Regions from separate parts of the Zea mays genome. Here region 2 is linked to region 1. The links are chromatin contacts, called in public Hi-C maps. All regions are on one chromosome and are shown on one strand. Each heading gives the region's core, a stretch centred on a gene start, on an enhancer-like site or on the middle of the called end of the contact. The rest is flanking DNA. Distances are from core to core; before and after follow the strand shown.

Region 1 (2,700 bases), core at 149-2,648:
GTATTTCAAGCGGTGGGGAATGTCAGCATCTCAGACAGGAGCAATGAGCAGACAACGAGAACAAGCCACGGCACGTGAGAGTCCATCGTCCAAACGCCAAGGTTACTGAGCCAATATGGGCCAAGTAGTGGGTCCGCTATCTATGGGTCGCTTGATGTTCGAGTAGTACTATATAAAAGACAAACACTTGTGTAATAGGGGCATGAACAATTTAGCTATCAAATATCAGATAAACTCGTCTTCCTCCCAGCTATTCCCTTCTCCAAGTCTTATTCTCCTCTGAGCTCTTCCTCTTGGATCCCCCTTCCCAGGTGTTGCTAACAATAAGTCCATCTCAAATTCATGGGGTGAGAGATGGAAATTGATTCTATAGATTTACATGCTATTTTTCTGATGTACAAATTATAACACACTTTTCTACTTGCTTCGCTATAACATATATATAGTATATAACTGTCTCTCTCATATGATTTAAGATAATATATAAATATATTACATATATGTTCATAATTAGTTTTGTCTAAATTATAATTATTGAAATGGAATTCAATTCCAACCAAACAAATAAACGGGGCCTAATTCTATTTTTGGTACCTGCGAGCTGCTAGCGCGGCATGACATCTCACACATGAACTCGTGGAATAGTTGTACGAGTCGTCATGATCTCACCGGCTATCTCATCCCAGCGATTACCAACACTGATGGCAACGCTTGCTTGCAATTGCAATGCAGCGACCACATGCGCGTGGTGGCCCTGGGCGCCTGCTGCGGTAGGACCACCGCTCGCGCCGTGCCGCCGTGTCGCCGTGCTCCTCTTACTCCAGGCGAGGCTCTCGTTCCCGAACGGCGGGCGTGGTGGTGCGCCCCGACAGCACGCACGTGGTAGTTGCCCACACGGCGCTGGGCGAGCTGCAGACGAGGCACTGGGTCCGTCATCCGTGGCGGCCGGACGGGCACGTCCGAGACCTTTTTACGACGGGGAACTCGGTGGCGCTGAGCAGGGACTTTTTTACGCGGTCGGCGGCGAGGCCGGGCGGCCGGCCAAGACGCCCACTGTCGACGTCAGGCAAGGCATTGACGGGCGCTCAGTTTCGTCCTTTCTTTAGTACTCTTGGTTCCGTCTTTAGTACGTCAGGCAACGTGAAGGAAGCTCTTCCGTTCCGTCTTCATTTTTTTTTTGCCGGATTGCAAAACCCTAGGCGCGGCCCGCCACACGGCTCGCGTTCGCAAAGGCCGACTTTTACAAGCCCAATAGGTAGTAGGATGCTTCAGTACCTTGATCTGTCATGGGCACAGTTGTCTTACTTGTCTGTGCAGTGTGCACTTCCGAACTCCGACGCCCGCCGGGTCATGAGCCTGACAACTTTGTATATAAGAGGCACATGCCTGTCCGGACACACAAACAAAACACAAGCATATACCGAAAGCAAGCAAGGCTTCTTTTTTTTTTCTTTCTCTCCCAAGAACATGGAGGCTCCCTCCACCTTGCTCCAGCTCTCCCTCTCCTCCTCCTCGTCTCTGGGTCTTCTTCTGCTGCTGCTGCTGCTTGTGCAGTTGCCGTCCATGGCCAGCTGCCACGAGGAGATGAAGTCCATCTACGTGGGCCAGAGGGTTCTCCCCGTGCGCCTCGGCCGGCCGGCGTTCGGGCCCGAGAGCCTCGCCTTCGACCACCGCGGCGACGGGCCCTTCACCGGCGTCTCCAACGGCCGCATCCTCCGGTGGCGCGGCGCCCAGCGCGGGTGGACCGAGTTCGCCCACAACCACAAGCACGAGTACGTATATATTTATATATAATATACACGCGCCGGCCGTACGCACGTTGCATTGGTCGTCTATCTATTGGCCGGTGACGCTGCTGTCGCTGCAAAGCACAGGACGGTGGCCATGTGCGCGGCGAAGAAGAGGCTGGTGGTGCCGGAGAGCGCGTGCGGGCGGCCGCTGGGCCTGCAGTTCCACCGCGCGTCCGGCGACCTCTACTACGGCGACGCGTACCTGGGGCTGATGCGCGTGGGGCGCCGCGGCGGCCTGGCGGAGGCGGTGGCCACGGAGGCCGGCGGCGCGCCGCTCAACTTCGTCAACGCCGTCGAGGTCGACCAGGAGACCGGCCTCGTCTACTTCACCGACAGCAGCGCCACGTACCAGCGGAGGTACGTACGGTCCGATCCTATCCGATCCCGCGCCACGCACACACAGGCACACAGCTAGCATTTGCGAACCATTTCAACTGAAAACTGTTCCTATAGCTATAGAACTCGTTCCCGAGGAACCGAACCAGAGCCCTTAGAGCATCTCCAAGAGACTCTTTATTTTTTACTCTCTATTTGACTCTTTATTTGTTTCTCCATAAATATTAAACTCTATATATAACATCTTATTCCAACAGACTCTCCAAAATATAATTTAGCTTGGCTAACGAGAGTTGCTAGCCAAATTTGGCTAGTGAGGGAGTTAATTTAGAGAGTGAGATAGCTTAGCAACTTAAATGGCTACTCTGTTGGAGAGCTATTATGCTATTAATTATCTAAAATTTAGCTTGACAAGCTATTTAGCTAGTCTCTTGGAGATGCTCTTAATAATGTACTGCAGTAACGACACACGCGGGCCGCCTGTATACGTGTACGGACGTAGTAGATGTTGCGTATATGCGCGTACGCACCGTATCTTTTTAATTCTCCTTTTATGATTTGCCGCAAGTACATA
Region 2 (2,700 bases), core at 117-2,616, 130 kb after region 1:
ATCATCGGACATACCTTGACATCAAGCTACCTAGGACATTAGAGTTCTCCTTGTTGCTTTCTGTAAAAACTGTTGTTCAGGAATGCATGTCAAGTTATTTAGGACATTAGGGTTCTCCTTGTTGCTTTCTGTCAAAAAATATTATGGGTCCGTTTGGCTGCTGGTAAATGCAGCTGTTGGTGACTGTCAGTACAGTAAATTTGCGAGATGAGGCTGCTGAAGCAGCAGCTGGACAAAAGCATATTACAAGCAGCCAATCAAAAGTACAAAAGCACCTAATTCCTATATAACCAAACTACACACAAGTTTGCTCCATGACCTACAAAACCAATAAGTTCCCAACATGTAAATAAACCAAGTATGGCATACATATGCACTTCCACAAATTTGGGAACATGTCCGGTGTAATTAATCATGTTGGTGCAAGTGTGACTGCTATTTTACATTTAACGATGACTGCTATTTATCAAGCGATCTAGTGCATCCAATCAAAATCCAATGGTGTCTGCTATTTTACATTTAACCCCTTCTAGTTAAAACCTAGTAACTATTTTACATTTGTAACCCCTTCCATATGAAACCATTGAATCTAGATTAGATGTTCTGAATGATTTGAATGCACAATTGCACCAAATGAGTGATTGCAAAGGATATGTCCCCCACAAATTTAGCCACATTTTACTTCAAACTTTTAGGGTAGTCACGAGAAGATCCAAAGCATCATTTTCAGATAGGAGTCAAACTAATCAGCTCACTAAACCCCCATGAACTGATGCAGTTCAACTATGGATCACAGCCAAATGACACACGCACACCACGTTTTCCAACTACCCACTTTGCAGCAGTCACACTGGTGATCAAACAGACAGATCCATCATTCGAACAGAAATCAATCCGAGACAGTGATATCCAGCTCACCTCACATCGACGCCTATGAGCTTAGGCGCGATAACCTCGTTGATGTTGCGCACAGCTTGGAGTACGCCCTTCCCGCCGTATACGGCCTTGTCACCGTCGCGGAGCTCCAGCGCCTCGTAGATCCCCGTGGACGCCCCGCTGGGCACCGCGGAGCGGTGGAGGCGTCCGTCCCCGGCGACGAGGTCGACCTCGACGGTGGGGTTCCCGCGGCTGTCCACGATCTGCCGCGCGCGGATCGATCGCACCGCCTCTGCTCCAGCTGCCGCCTTGGCCGGAGACAAAGCGGTGGAGATCGCCGCGCGGATGGCGACGGCGCGGCGCGATGGAGTTGCGGCGGCGGGGAGGAGGGACTTCGGGGAGGGGAGCACGAGGTGCGGGTGGGCCATGTGTCGGAGGCGGAGGGTGGCGAGCCTGGGAGGAGGACGAGGCGAGGGTTTACTTATATGGCGGCGGGCCACGGTGACGGTGGCGGCGAGGTAGAGGTAGAGGTCGTCGTGCCTTTTTGCTGGGTCGGGCGGAGGCGGCGAGGTGGCATTGGCAAGGGGTTTCGGCGAATAAATTTTTTGAATAAGGCGGGGTTGGTGGAGGCGACGGATCGGAGGTGGCAGGTGGGGCTCGCGTGCCATTGAGAGTCTGCTGCTTTTGCTGGTCGTTGGCCTTTGAGGTGGCGCGTGGCCGGGTGGGTTGGTCTGGCGCAGGCCTAGGCGTGGGAAAAAAATTCCGTGCGAACTGGCCGCAACACACATCACAGTGAAGCGGTCTGGATTGGTTACGCGTGATAATCTTATCGGTTAGGCCTTGTTCGTTTGTGTCGGATTGCACCCGGAATCGTTCTACCTAATCAAAGTTTATATAAATTAGAGAAGCAATCCGGTTCGGAATCATTCCGACCCACCAATCCGGTAGAAACGAACAAGGCCTTAGGCCTTGTTCGTTTCTGTCGGATTGCACCCGGAATCGTTCCAACTAAGGCCTTGTTCGTTTGTGTCGGATTGGTGGGGCGGAACGATTCCTAGCCGGATTGTTTCTCTATTTTATATAAACTTTGATTAGTTGGAACGATTCCGGGTGCAATCCGACGTAAACGAACAAGGTCTAATCAAAGTTTATATAAATTAGAGAAGCAATCCGGTCAGGAATCGTTTCGACCCACTAATCCGGCAGAAACGAACAAGGCATTAGCTGGACAGACACATATAAACCTACGCGCAACGCCACCTTGTCTTCGACTCGGCTCGAGATGTGAAGACTAAAAAGGATCACGGCTCGACGCTTTGGTGTTGGGAGAGATGTGCGGCTGGATTGCAATGTTGCCATAGACTGTTGAGTTCGTGTAGCTGTTAGACGAGATTTGTAAGATGGGAAGCTGGAACGAGGAGGCCTGCCCCATGTCTGAATCTCAGGCCACTAAGCGTTTGATGAAATGACAAAAAGAGTTCTGGCCGAAGAAAAGCAGCAATGTTACAAATATAAAAATAGAATAAACATGAAATTTACCTTGTCATCTAAAATATGGAATGTTTGAGTCCTTATACAAAATAAAAACCAAAGAGTAAAGTCATATATTTTCATTATCTAGCACTCCATCAAAATGTAATTGGCTAATAGCTGATGCAGCATCTTTATCAACTCCAAATAAGAGACTGGTGTATCCTTCTTGTATACTACGAGCATCCATCATAGAAGAAGTCATGTGCATATTAAAACCCGGCATTGTGGCATTAGCATAAGAACCCTGACTTGATGGAATTATCGTAGTTGAAGGTTGGCCATATATCGTGT

What was found. Hi-C and Micro-C count contacts between places; a contact is called where the count stands out from the background.
Region 2: a Hi-C map of bundle sheath shows a contact between it and region 1, with 2.7 times the contacts expected there. The contact joins the promoter of LOC100274470 here to the promoter of LOC103632673 in region 1. A contact is called at or near these places in 11 of 25 Hi-C or Micro-C datasets (bundle sheath, ear, endosperm and 4 more).

What each region holds. Positions count from the first base shown.
Region 1 is chr7:106,529,297-106,531,996 of Zm-B73-REFERENCE-NAM-5.0, forward strand. It overlaps LOC103632673 (protein STRICTOSIDINE SYNTHASE-LIKE 10), which reads left to right and starts at 1,399. Exons shown (of 3, transcript XM_008654423.3): 1 at 1,399-1,772; 2 at 1,875-2,147. The coding sequence starts at 1,468. It overlaps LOC103632672, which reads left to right. Exons shown (of 1, transcript XM_008654422.4): 1 at 1-465. The coding sequence ends at 47.
Region 2 is chr7:106,658,139-106,660,838 of Zm-B73-REFERENCE-NAM-5.0, forward strand. LOC100274470 reads right to left here and starts at 1,367. Exons shown (of 7, transcript NM_001148829.1): 1 at 919-1,367. The coding sequence starts at 1,304.